3 separate regions of the Sus scrofa genome follow, and all the other regions are linked to region 3. The links are chromatin contacts, called in public promoter capture Hi-C maps. All regions are on one chromosome and are shown on one strand. Each heading gives the region's core, a stretch centred on a gene start, on an enhancer-like site or on the middle of the called end of the contact. The rest is flanking DNA. Distances are from core to core; before and after follow the strand shown.

Region 1 (4,637 bases), core at 1,246-3,745, 420 kb after region 3:
AAATATTTTTAAAAATAAATTTTAAGAAATCTAAAAACTCCAGATATGAGAACAAAAACTTAGAATAATATTTTTGAGAATAGAACCAACTTTCCTCAAATTATCTTGTGTCATTTAAAAATACAAATTCTAGATTCCATTCTCAACTTGGTGGAATCTGAATCCTTTTTTGGAAGAGAGACGACCTAGAATCCACATTTTAAACAAGCTCCCTTGGGAATTCACATCTGTGAGGAAACCTGAAAACCACTGCCTGGGGGGATACAACTGGCTCTCCTCTCGCTCTAGTCCATTTCTAGTCTAATCAAGTCTTTTGCTTATTTTTCTTTTCCTGTGGCATATGGAAGTTCCCAGGCCAGGGGCCAAATTGGAGCTGCAGCTGCTGGCCTTCTCCACAGCCACAGCAATGCCAAATTCAAGCTACATCTTTGACCTATGCTGTAGCTTGCTGCAACACTGGATCCTTAACCCACTGAGTGAGGCCAGGGATCGAACCCGCATCCTGAGAGACTTCATCAGGTCCTTAATGTGCTGAGCCACAGTGGGAAATCTATTTTCCATTTTTTTCTTTTCTTTTGTTAATGGGAACTCTCAAATTAACTCCTTCCTTTCCACTTCCACAGCTGACCACTAGGTCAGGGTTCCATCTTCACCACTGGTTGATTTCTGTGCCTCCAATCTCCTATGCCAACTCACTTATATATCACTGTCAGATCAATCTGCTCCCAAATGCTGTTTAGCATGCCTTTCCCTAAAACTCTGCAATGACTTCCTACTGTTCAACCAGATGCATCCTAAATTCCAGCCAGAAACAGTCCATACACCTTAATCAAGCTTTTTCTCTAGTACTTTCCATCTCCACATGAGATCATTACAAAGTTGCATATCTAGACACTACTTGAGTTCTCTTCAGAAATAAGACATTTGGAAGGCTCATATGAAAAAAGGCCACATAAAGTTTTTTCCATCTTCTATACTCATTTCCTAGGTTATCATCTTTTCACTGCTTTAGTGATAGTTAAAAAAAAAAAATTTTTTCCACAAAGAAATGTAATCCTTTTGGAAAAGAATAGGTTGTTAGAAAGCCAAACATTCCCCAAGTCTGAAGTTCAAATGCATCTATAGCTGCTGTCTTGTCACTCTCTGTCCAGTCCAGCTTCTATGCTTTTGCTTGGGCTCTTCCCCCTACCTGCAACAACTGTCCTCTCCTTTCTGGTTTAATGAATCCCTTCCTGACTATCCTAGGCCTCAAGTATCTTTCTCCTCCCGAGAACATCTGTAGCACTGACTCAAAAGGCCATTAATAACACAGCAATTCACTTCATACGATAATTTCTCTTTTAATGTACAGAATTATCTGCAACTCATAAGGTCTGGTGGTTCCTTAGTCACAATTTAACACAAAACATTTTCCTGAATGGTCCAGGCCAAGAGCTGTAGAGAGAGATTCTACTCTTTCCTTGGGTTAGCCTTGATGTGAAATGAATTGCTGTCTCCAGAGAATAAGTATATGCCAGTTGAATGGGGCCCAGGGTCCTCATCTCTTACAGATATTGAAGGGAAGAAGGCCCCAGTAGTTTATTCTCACCCAACCCATTTGGCTCCTCGTCCTCCCTCTCTCAAGACTCAGGGAGTTCCTCGAGTTTTCTTGCTCCCGCCCAGGCAAGGGGGGCTCGTGTCCAGTTGAGGGTTCTCTCTCCACTGGGCAGGGGTGCGCGCCTGTATGGCCAGGGCATGGACCGGCCCAGCCAGTTCTTCGGACAGCGCCGTGTGGACCAGCCGATGCCGTTGTAGGGGGCTCAATCCCTCGAAGCGAGAGCTCACCACAGCCACGCGGAAATGCGTCTCACTGCCTGGTGGGACTGCGTGGCCACCGCTCTCATTACGCAGCTCCAGCACCTCGGGGTTCAGGGCCTGTTCCAGCTTCATGCGAATGGCGGCCTCGACGGGACCGATGGTCCCTGCTCCCGTGCTGCTCCGGGACAGACAGACGCGCCCGGCCATGGAGAACAGGCGTCCGACCAGCTGCCCACTCAGCATCGGCTAAAGCAGAGACAAGGACAGGAGCAGTGAGGGGTCAGGGCCTCTCGCTTGGTGAGAGATCAGTCTCTCAACTATCCCAGCCCCGGCCTCGGCTCCAGCTGGGAGCCCGCCGCCCCGCGGGACAGTGAAACGGGAGCCACCGCCCCTTTCCTCAGTGTGACGTGGGGGAAATCTGGCCTCCCGCCTTGGGCAGCGAATGGGCGACTGTAGAGTACACAGGGCCAGAAGTGAGGCATGTTCTTTACTAAGGTGATTCGCAAAGAATAAGATGGAGGTTGCAAGAGTAGGGTATGTGCAACTCTGGGCTTTTGGTTGAGCAGTGTCTCTGTGTCCCCTCTGAACCCCAGGCTGGGCCCCTTCTACCTTGCACTCAGGCTTGAATACCGCAGTTCCGACTCCCGGAAGGAACGGCTGAGGGTCAGAGCCAAAAGCAAATCTCGCGTCCTGAGGCACGCTGGGAAATGCAGTCTCCGCTACGCGATACCCGGCAGGTGCTATTCGATGCCCCGAGGGCTTCTGGGAACTGTAGTCTCTACTTCGCCCGATTTGTGAGGTCGTCAGAGGTTGTGAACCCGAGGAATTGCAAAGAAAACGGAAATTCCTGAGCAATTGGGATTGAGATTTTTCAATTCATTTTATTTCCAATAGGTCTTGTAGATCAGCTAGCCCAACATCTTTATTTTCCATATATTGTGGAAATCTATTTCATTTATTGAATACATAATTATTTTGCATCGGACCAGTCCCGGAGGGTGGAGAGGTAAGACAGGCCCTGTCTGTCCTCGGGCAGTTGATGGAACACTGGAGAAGATGGACAAGTTAGCGGACAGTTGTAATGCCATGTGCCAAGGGCTGTAATAAGGCCAAGAACAGGATGCTAGAGCGGCATATTGTCGAGGCTTGGGGGAGCAGAGGAAACTTAGAGGAAGAGTTTAGAAGAGACACAAAACCCCATTCTCAATTCTTCATAGGGGGGTAGCTGCATGCGCAAAGGCCTAGAGGAGAAAGAACTTTGGTGGGATGGGGGTGAGGGTGGGGGTGGAGGTGTTCCTTTCGGTGTAGTTAGGTATGGTTGGACCCCACGGGGCCAAGATGATGATGATGGGAAGCTGAGGGAGTGTGTAGGCCTGTGGGGGGAAGAGGCAGGAAATCATGCTGAGCCTTGTAGGCTTCCTGAGGTAGTTTTGCCTTTATCCTAGGAGCTGTGGAAGCCAGGGAAGGCTTTAAACAGGGAAGCTCCCGACGTGGCGCAGCGGAAACTAACCGACTAGGAACCATGAGGTTTCGGGTTCGATCCTTAGCCTCACTCAGTGGGTTAAAGATCTGGCGTTGCTGTGGCTGTGGTGTAGGCCGGCGGCTACAGCTCCGATTAGATCCCTAGACTGGGAACCTCCATATGCCGCAGGTGCAGCCCTAAAAAGACAAAAGACAAACAATAAATAAATAAATACAATAAAAACAGGGATACTAACAGGATAAGATTTTTCCCAGATGACATGTAATTTGTCAATTCAGTCTATATTTTAGATTTCTCCATACTTTTTTTTTTTTGACTGCATCAGAAATTCCCAGACTAGAGATGGAACCTGCCCCACAGCAGCTACCAGAGCCACAGTAGCGACAATGCTGGATCCTTAACCCACTGTGCCGCTAGGGAATTCCTCCAACTTCTAATTTTGAAAAATTTCAAACCTGCAGAAAAGTTGAATAGTATAAAGAAATATCATCTACCTTTCACCATTTTTTACATGTGTATATTATTATATGCTTGTACATATATACATTTATATTTAAGGGTTTTTTTGTTTTGTTTTGTTTTTGTTTTTTGCTACACCCTTGGCACCTGGAAGTTCCTGGGCCAGTTATCCAATCCATGCCACAGTAGCCACTCGAATGGTGGCTGCAATGATGCCAGATCCTTAACCTGCTGTACCATAAGAGAACTCCTAAGTTGTTTATGTGTATCTATATACTTAAAAATGTGTTTATATACTTTATTTGAAAATAAGTTGCAGATGGCATGACATTTCACCCCCAGGTACTCCAATACATATCTCCTAAGAACAAGGATATTCTTCTGTATATCAATATAAACACAATACCCTTATCGCACTTAAAAATTTTAACATAATGTCAACTGCAAGGTTGTACAATATGCACCCCATTTATCCTTTGCTTAGATTTACTGACAATGTTTTGCCAGACTTGCTTTTTAATCTCTCTTTGTGTGTATATAATAAAAATAAAAATTGTTATCATTTTTGCTGAACCATTTGAGAGTTGCAAAACTCTTTACATTTCATTGCTATATACTTTAGCATATATTGCCTAAGACAAGGATATTTTCCTACATACCCACAATACCATTACCACACCTAAAACATTTACTATTTATACAATTTTATTATCTAATATACAATTATCTAATAATACAGTTTTATTATCTAATTATTATCTAATTATTTTATTATCTATTATCTAATTATCTAATATACAAATATCCCCAGTTGTCTCATTAGTGTATTTTGTAACTATTTTTTCAAAAGCCAATCAAGGATCATGCATTGCACTTAGTCATCTTTAAATATGTATTT
Region 2 (4,322 bases), core at 690-3,189, 480 kb before region 3:
AAGACCTATTTTCCACAATGGAGGATCCACGTCTTTGCTTGTCCCAGAAGCCTGCTCAGATACCTAATTCCCAGGCTGAAGACCTGATGGTGTCCTCTGCCTCAGGACACCTCAGCAGCCCTTACAGAGGAAGTGAGTCAGGCAGGCAGCTTAGGGCACTTGTGGGCATGGGTGTGGCCATGCCACCCCAGGGCGGTGGGTGGAGGATGGGTCAGAAGAGCAATGATCAAAATCTCCTGGTGCAAGTGAGGCAGAGTGAAAGAGTGTGAGTGAGTGTGAGTGTGTTTGTGTTTGGAAACTGGTACCATCATTCTACTGCTGCCTGAGGCCCAGTTTTGCCTCCTCCTTTGTCTCTGGGGGAGGGGACACCCTGTTATCTTTATTTTTCAGGCCATGACTATTCAGCTTCTGCCCCAAACTTCTGCTCCCCCTGCTATCTTAAAAGAAAGTTAACTGGTCTTCAGTCCTCTGAGGAATCATTTTAAAAGACTGGTGGGACTTTGGGAAAGCCTGGCATCTAGGAAAACTGCCTGAGAAAAAGGGTTTAGAAAGTAAAAGGTTTGAACCAAGTAGGACAGACATGGGGCGGGAGTAGAGAGCTTACTCAAAGTTTAGCCAGGGCCCAAAGAGGAGACACTGGAACCCTGCTGGAAAAGGGAATCTGGGGAAGGCACGTAAGAAAGGTAGAGAGAGGAGTTTCCATTGTGGCACAGTGGTTAACGAATCAACTAGGAATCATGAGGTTGCGGGTTCGATCCCTGCCCTTGCTCAGTGGGTTAAGGATCCGGCGTTGCCGTGAGCTGTGATGTAGGTTGCAGACTCAGCTCGGATCCTGTGTGGCTGTGGTGTAGGCCGGTGGCTACAGCTCCGATTAGACCCCTAGCCTGGGAACCTCCATATGCCATGGGAGTGGCCCTAGAAAAGGCAAAAAAAAAAAAAAAAAAAAAAAAAAAAAAAAGGTAGAGGGAGGAGGTCCTCCTGGGGCTCAGTGGGATCAGTGGCATTTTGGGAGCACTGGCACGCAAGCACAGTGGGCTAAGGATCCAGTGTTGTGACAGCTACAACTGCAGGTTGGATGTGACCTCTGGATATGTTGGATATGCCACAGGGCGGCCAAAAAAGGGGGGAGAAAAGGTAGAGGGAACCGTGGAATTGGGAGATTGAGGGAGGGGCAGTAACAGTAGGGAAGGGGTAGCCGGATATGGTATGCTAATATGATATGCTATTAAAGGAGTTTAGCCTGGGGCAAAGGAATAAAGGGCTAGAGTGGTTGTTGGGAACTGGAAAACCGGGCTAAAGAAGGCTGAAGAGTCCAGGGAATGGACCAACAGGTCTGAATTCCCTAGTGGTAGGTTGGCATGGGCTGGGGCCTCTCACCGCAAAGAGCAAAGGAAATGTTTGGAGGTCAGCTTCTGCCTCCTTCTCCAGAAAGAGCCTTAAGCAAGGGTCTCAAACTGGATTAGTGAGGTCATACATTCTTTCTTAACAGAACTGTCAAAGCCCCTGAACTTGACTAGATAAACTTTGAAACCAGCCACTGTCAGAGGTTCTAATTGTGACAGTATAAAAAGCACCATTTCATTACCGTAAAGAATTCAATTACCTCTACTTAGGGGGCCCTCTCTAAACAAACCCTTAGACACATTTTGGTCACACTCTGTCCTCTGTACGAATCAAGGCCAATTTTGTAGGATAAACATTTTGCATCTTCCTGAAACATTGCTTTTACCAGACTAAGGGAAAAACATTTTACAATATGAATTTAAATACGGATAAACGTGGTCTAGATGGCAAACTCGAACGCATTTTACATTAAAAAGTTGGAGGTTGGCTCCTTCAGAGTCTACTACAGGAGGGTATGTGTACCACTGCGGGTAGGTTTTAAACAGCACTGGGTGGAAACGCTGTGGGTTTTACGGCGGGCTGGGGCGGGGGACGCCCTAGGGGTAGCGGGCTCCGCGCTGGAAGGACAGCGGAATCTCGAGGGCCCGCTGCCTGGGTCGGCCTTGGCGAGGCGCTCGGCCTCGGCGCGCGGCACTTGGAAAGGACTCTCAGGGGCTGCGCCCCCTCCTGCCTCCCAGTAGGGCTGGAGGTGAGAAGTGTGGCAGTCGGTCGCGCAGAGGGAACCGGGGGCTGCAGCCGGGTGCAGGTCGGGGACCGCAGTTGGGGGTGGCCGGGGTGGGGTGGGGCAGGGGCAATACCGCTCTGCGGTCCCCGGTCTGTCCCGCGGTTCCCCAGGGCTACATCTAACCTTTAACGGAGAGACAAGGGGCTGGGAGAGAACCCACACTGCCTGCCCTCATCGGGGGGCTTCTCCCTCGATGCCAGGATGCCAGTGGGCGCGGCTGCAGAACCCGCGCCGCAAGGGCTCGGGTCCCCGGGCCGGGAAGGGGGCGGCGGCAGGCGGCGGGGGCTGGGCGCGGCTGCCCCGCGCGGAGGCCCGGGCCCCTCCGCCCGCCCTTCTCTCCCTTTCCGTCGCCGGGCCGCAGGCCCACGCCCAGTCTCCCGGCTCCTGTGTTGCTCGCGGCCTTTCTTTCCCGGGCTGGCTGGCTGGGCTCGCACTCAGCTCGGCTGGGCTCGGCGGGCGGCGGGCGGAGGAGGAAGGAGGGAGGGAGCGAGCGGGCAGGCGGGCGGGCGGAAGGGGGAGGAGAGGAGCGAGCGGAGCCAGTTCGGAGGGGGCCCGGAGCTCGGACGAGAAGAGAGACGGAGCAGCGGCTCCCGGCCGGGCCAGCTCCGCGACGCCGCCGCCGCCGCCGCCGAGTGAGTCGGGACCCCAGCCCGGGAGCCCGAGGCGCCGCGCGCAGGGGTGGGGCGGGACGAGGCCCGGAAAAGTTGCGAGAACTGGGGGCCGCGCGGACGCGGCTCGGCGGACTGGGCCCGGTGGGGAAGGGAGCGGGCTGAGGAGGGCAGAGGGGCCCGGGGGCACACCCTCGGGCGGCCGGGCGCGGGGCGCCGCCGCGGGCTCGGGGCCTCTGCCCGGCGCGCTCATGGCGGCCGGCCTGGGGAGGGCGGGCCGGAGCGCCTCGCGGGAGCGGCCGGGCCCCCAGCGCCGCCCGAGGGCAGACTGGCCGGGCGCCTGGGCGCGCCGCCCGGAGCCCGGAGGAGCCCTCCTGGGCAACAGGTATGGAACAGGAGGTGGGGCCGCGGGGCCGCTAGCGGACGGCGGAGCCCCTTTGTTGGAAAGTAGAGAAGCCCGGGGATCACTTGCGCGAGAGCCCTCTGCCTGGCAGCCGGCCCGCGCGGCGTGGCCCCTGCCTGGCTCTGACGGCCCCATGGCTAGAGTGGGAGGAGGGCGGAGGGTCTTGCTGTTCTTTCTTACCCGCCTACTGTGCCCAGTCCGGGAGGGAGGTCAGAACGTCCATGTGCTTTACGTGAAACAGGAAGGAGTGGCTCTGAGTTTCTGCCCCGGCCACCCCAAGGCGAAGGCTCCTATACCGTTATGGGGCGTGTGGGCTGGGGAGGGGGAAGCCACTGGAGAGACTGGTTTTCTGGGCCTCGACTCGCTAATTACTGGCCCGGAGGCTCACTGGCTAGTAGGTTAATTGCAGGTGTGTGGTACTAATTGTTGGCCTGAATTTAGGGGTTCACTCTCCCCAAGCCGGGCTCTTAGCAGCAAAATCTGGTCTCAGGCACCTGAGTTGCTAGGTGCAGGAGTCAGGAGGTTCTGAGGATCCTTGAGGAAAGGCATGAGCTCCTTTTCCCAGAGAATTGTATCAGAGAAGGCCTCCAGCAGGCAGTCATTCCAAATCTGTGTTGGAGGGGTTGGTGTCCCATACCAGAGTCCAGGTGACTGGGCCTAATGTGAGCTGACAGCACTTGTGATGGGACTAGACTGCAGCCTCCTCCCTCAGGGCCTGGCCCTAATCATACAGTGACCTGCACAGACTCTCTGTTCTGAAGAGAGAGTTCCTTGTCTTTCTTGGTACCCCACAATCCACTCCCTTCACTGGGGCCTCTGGCCAGCTATCCTCCTGGGAGGAAAGGCCTCCACTTTCCCCTGTCACTGGCCACAGGCTGTCTGAGCCTTTACTGTGCCTTCAGCACCTTCCCCACATCTGGCCTCTTCAACCTGCCAGCCTCTCCCTGCCTCTGGGGGCTGTAGTCTCATGCAGTATTTGGGTGTGTTAGGGCCTCTGGTGGGGCAGTCCAGTTACGTTTTGGGACCTGTAACTGCAGCCTGAAGCAATGGAGCAATACACCTCTTCTTGACTTTATCTGTTGTTTGCAACCTTCTGGTTCATTACCGGCTCTTGCTGCCTGAAAATGTTTTCAACAAGGAGGACTGTTCAGGTCCTCTTCCACTTCTTTTTTTTTTTTTTTTT
Region 3 (4,973 bases), core at 2,161-4,660:
TAAGCTCAGACACAATATCAAAAGTAGAGGCAGAAAAATTCTAGCTCCAGTATACATTATTATCCCTGACTAGAAAAAATACATTGTAATTGTCATTTGTAATCCCACAGGTAGGGATGGGAACCAACTTATCCTTGCAAATGATGTAACCATATAGTTAAAGCACTAGAGCCCAAAGGTAGGAAAAATAAAAATGTTTTAAAATAGGAAGAAAAATATGTTTAAGGAGACTATGTCCTCTGGCTTATTTGAGCACTGCTTGCTACCACAGGCATACCAATTCCATTAATGAATAATCATGAAAACATTACAAAGTTAAATGTGGCCTGGCCATTGTCATCTGATATGGTGGAGTCAAATAACTTAAGCAACTTAACATTTCTGAGTCTTAGTTTCCCCATCTGTAAATCAAGGATTAAAAAAATCTACTTCTAAGGGTTATCTTAAGGCATAATGAGATACTAGATATATTATAAATGGCAAATGGCTGGGCACATAGTAGATACTTATTATGTGCATCCTTGATAATGACTATTATTATATCTGATATTGTATGGTCTAATTTTACTGCTTGGAAAGAAAGAAACTCTGATCTGCTATTGGTAAATACAGGTAATCCTGCCTTGCTTATACAATCCTTTCTTTATATATTATTCAAAGAGCCACAAAACATCTCTCCCAACAATAACTTTATATACAAATGGTTTGAAGCTTGGGGCCTATGATTTTACAAGTTTTACCCATATGCTCCCTAAAAGGTAAACACAAATTAAAACACTATAGTGGTAGCAATAGCAAAAGTGGAAAAGAAGAATAAGTGGATGATGACTTTCACGGGTGACATGTCATAGACAGGACACAACAACAGACCTAAAATTCAAATAGATATATACGGATTTAGGGTCAACCCTTTCTTCTCACCAGGAGACAACAATGACTTCTCCAAACATTTCTTCCTAAAAGATTTGAAATCTTCTGCAAACAATCTATGTTTCCTGACAGTTAAATAGACTTCTGCAGTAAAGCAGTAAGTGGAAAAAAAAAAAAAAAATTCCACTAAGAAGACCAAAAAAGCAATAACTGGGGGGTGGGGGGAGATAGTATATATTCAGCAAACACACTTCTTGATTCCTTGTTTTGATTACCTATGAAATCAATCCCTATTTTTAAAAGGTATTTGAACTGATTAAAAAGTAGCCAGATATATTTTACAATTTAAAGTATTAGTGGCGATACTGACTACGGTTGTTTCTGGTATCAAGAACTCTGTCTGGATTTTATTGCAGCGAATACACAGGTACAGGGAAACCTCCCAGGTGGTCGCCTCAGCTCTACGTGGAGCTCACGTTACCACTTCTTAACATTCACCTAAGTGAGGCCTTTCTTACTACACATCACAAGTTATAGGTCAGCAGAAAAGAGAATGGTCCAACATATGCCGGTGAAGTAGGTGCATTTACTATTACTGCTTCAACCATTGCCTGTCTATCACCAGGAAACCAAGAAATCATTAATACGTCAAGGCCTATAAGAAATAAACGGACGCGACAATTTCCTTGAAGGTTCAGTGAAAACACCACCACCTTACAAGGCTCTGAAATGAAATAATGTATGGATCTATACAGATTTGGGCCCAACGGCCCAAGGTCACACCAGTGGCTATAAAACCCATGAAATAATGAGTTTCCTGCAGTTCAGGACAATCCTGACTAGGAATGGAGTCTGGATATGGGAACACTCGAGTCGAAGCTTTAAGGTGAACAACCCTAACCGAATGCAGCGGCTCCACCGGGAAGCCCGAAGCGTTTTGGGCAGTATTTCTTTCCATTCCCCAGTCTTCCCTTCCCTAGTCACCCCCAACACTCACATCTCCGGAGCCACTTCATCCAATGGTAGACGATGGTAGTGTGGTGTTTCTTGTTCTCTATACACCAAGACGACAAGCCTTGAATAGATTCCATGGTGTTAGTTACCGACTGGAATTTTCGATCCAACGAGGACTCCAGAGCCCCTGCTGAAGAGGCCGACGAGGAGGAGGCCTTACTGCTGCCTCCGCCGCCGCCGGCCGCCATCTTCCCAGTTTGCACAAGCGCTGCTGCTCCTCTGGCGGCCGCGGCGGCGGCGGCGGCGGCGGCGGGAGCCGGCAAAACAATCACTGCGAGTGCGTGAAAGCCGCAGGTGGGGAGGGAGGCCAGGGGGTGGAGATGGTGCACGCGCTAGGCTCTTCTGGAGGTAGGACGGGAGGACCAGCTGCTGGGCACGCTGGTGGCTCCTACACGTTGCAAGGAGGGGCTGCGGGTTTCGAAGGTTTATCAAAATTGTTCAAAGGATTGTGTTTAAACCAGTCAGTAATCTCGGAAGAAACGCAGAAAACACGTCCTGCAAAGCCTTTTCTAAACGCCTGGCCCAGAAATTAATGGTTTTATACTCTTCGGCTCTCAATGCTTAAGCCCCTTCCCCACACTCCTCTAAGAACGGGCGTTAATATCTTACAGTTAATACTACCCGACTGCCCCTTCAGCTGCAGAAATCTCTCTCCCCTTTAGGTCCTCTAACACAGGAAAGGCCCAAGGCTACCTAGTCAGGATTTTTTTTGCAACGCAATAGCAGCAAAGGGACAGCAACAGTATCGCGCACGCGCTGCTTGGCTCCGCCCCCCCGCTTCCTTCTCAACCTAGAAAGCGGAGGGAGGCGTGATGGCGGGGCAACCTGGCCAATCAAGGGAGAGGAACGAGAAGCGCGCGCAGAAGCCCACAAGCCCCAAGGGCTAAGGAGACACTCCGATTATTTGTGCGCCTGCGCAATAAGCCAGCGTGTAGCGGGTTGGGAGGAGAAACCTGGAGGGGAGGGTGAGGGAGTTGGTCAAACTAAGGAGAGGTTGGGGGAGGGGCTTCACCGCTCCACCCGGCGTTTTGCTTCCTAGCGAGGTCTCTCTCGGAGCAGTCCAGCTCACACAACAGGGCCGAGAAACTCCCACCGCTTAGCAGCCACTGTTACGTTCTGGCACCTGCAGCTACCGCCGCCGCCGCTGCTGGCAACTCCTTGGGGCATGGAACGCGACAAAGTACCTGGCAGCCATTTTGCCGTGTCTCAGACGATGCGCATGCGCCAGCTCCCTTGCGCCATTCACTACGCAGACTCCCAGACCGAGCAATATTTTACACTCTCCTTGGACAATACCATTTACAGCCACTTGACGTTGGATTATAGGGAAAGGAAGTAAATGAAGTGAAACGGAAAATTTCCCTGTAGAATTTGAGACGAGAAAAGAATAAAAGGCGAAGTAATCGCACCTTCACCAATTATGGTACAGTTTCATAACTGCATGAAACATAGTTTCCAAAAGACTTAGATATCTATTGTATTGATTAGCACAACCTAGATTAACCATGCCATCCCATTTTCCTATGTAAATCATCTGGACAGATTTGGAGGCTCCTGTGTTCCACTAAACACGTGTAATTATTGTATTTTAACTCTTTCACTCTCCCTAGTAGACTCAGGTTTCTTGAGGCGAGGAACCTGTTTTGTCAAGCTCAAATCTAGTATTTGTTAATTCAACAAAAAGTTGTCGAACGTCTTATGTCAAGTACAGTTTTAGACGTGGGGGAATACAGCAAAATGACAAAGTCCCTTCCCTCCAGGGCTTAGTGGCAGGAGACCATAAAAAATACATATATCAGGAAGTAATAATTTCTCTCAAGAAGCATGAAGCAGGGTAAGGGAGAGGAAGGGCACTGCACATATAACACTGTAAGAGAATGGGAGTGAGAGTTTGGTGATCAAGGATGGCTTCTGGTAGTAAGTGATACTTGATGTGAATGTTGAGAACAAGGCAACCAAGCAAATATGGGAAAGGGGGAAGAAAACATGGTGGCAGACAGAACAGCAAGTGTAAAGGACCTAATACAGGAATGTTTTGATACCTTAGAGGGAAAACAAGGAGGCCACTGTGGCTAGAGAAGAGTAAGAGAGGCGTCAAGTGGTAGAATATGAGATCTCAGAGATGAAGGAAAAGAGTTCACATAGACCCTGGAAGGCCACTGGAAGGACTTTGGCTTTTAACGTTGAGTTGGGGAGCAATTTTAAGCAGAGTGTTTTTAAGAAGAAAAGTTACATCGCATTCTTTTTAAAAGATCATGTTGGTTGTTGTGTGGAAAATAGATTTTGGGGAGTTCCCCGGAGCAGCAGAAATGAATCTGACTAGGAACCACGAGGTTGTTGTGTTCCTTCCCTGGCCTGGCTTAGTGGGTTAAGAATCTGGCTTTGGGAGTTCCCATCGTGGCTCAATGGTTAGTGAATCCGACTAGGAACCATGAGGTTGTGGGTTCGATCCCTGGCCTTGCTCAGTGGGTTAAGGATCCGGCGATGCCATGAGCTGTGGTGTAGGCTACAGACTTGGCTCAGATCCCGCGTTGCTGTAGCCACTGCTACAGCTACGATTAGACCCCTAGCCTGGGAACCTCCATATGCTGCGGAAGCGGCCCAAGAAATGACAAAAAGATAAAATAAAATAAATAAAAATAAAAGAATCTGGCTTTGCCATGAGCTGTGGTGTATGTGGCAGACGTGGCTCGGATCTGGTGTTGCTGTGGCTGTGGTGTAGGCCAGCAACTGTAGCTCTTATTAGACCCCCAGCCTGGGAACCTCCATATGCCTCGGGTGTGGCCCTGAAAATAAAAAAAAAAGGAAGTAGACTTTGGAGAGTTCCCGTCCTGGCACAGTGGTTAACGAATCTGACTAGGAGCCGTGAGGCTGAGGGTTCGGTCCCTGGCCTTGCACAGTGGGTTAAGGATCCAGCATTGCCATGAGCTGTGGTGTAGGTCCCAGTCGAGGCTTGGATCCCTTGTTGCTGTGGCTCTGGTGTAGGCGGGTAACTACAGCTCCGATTGGACCCCTAGCCTAGGAACCTCCATGTACTGCAGGAAGCGGCCCTAGAAAAAAGGCAAAAAGACAAAAAAAGAAAATAGACT

Evidence for each region. Promoter capture Hi-C pulls out the DNA fragments that hold promoters and counts their contacts.
Region 1: a promoter capture Hi-C map of fetal liver shows a contact between it and region 3, with 3 times the contacts expected there. The contact joins the promoter of BOLA1 here to the promoter of RPRD2 in region 3. A contact is called at or near these places in 2 of 5 promoter capture datasets (fetal liver and liver) and 1 of 2 datasets of contacts at active chromatin or transcription factors (alveolar macrophages).
Region 2: a promoter capture Hi-C map of fetal skeletal muscle shows a contact between it and region 3, with 2.6 times the contacts expected there. The contact joins the promoter of CERS2 here to the promoter of RPRD2 in region 3. A contact is called at or near these places in 1 of 5 promoter capture datasets (fetal skeletal muscle) and 1 of 2 datasets of contacts at active chromatin or transcription factors (alveolar macrophages).

Annotation. Positions count from the first base shown.
Region 1 is chr4:99,154,742-99,159,378 of Sscrofa11.1, forward strand. It overlaps BOLA1 (bolA family member 1), which reads right to left and starts at 2,496. Exons shown (of 2, transcript NM_001243396.1): 1 at 2,407-2,496; 2 at 1,318-2,043. The coding sequence starts at 2,040. The coding sequence ends at 1,627. LOC110260327 (a long non-coding RNA gene) reads left to right here and starts at 2,567. Exons shown (of 5, transcript XR_002343448.1): 1 at 2,567-2,803.
Region 2 is chr4:98,248,834-98,253,155 of Sscrofa11.1, forward strand. CERS2 (ceramide synthase 2) reads left to right here and starts at 1,940. Exons shown (of 11, transcript XM_005663490.3): 1 at 1,940-2,092.
Region 3 is chr4:98,731,196-98,736,168 of Sscrofa11.1, forward strand. RPRD2 (regulation of nuclear pre-mRNA domain-containing protein 2) reads right to left here and starts at 3,411. Exons shown (of 11, transcript XM_013988087.2): 1 at 1,868-3,411. The coding sequence starts at 2,072.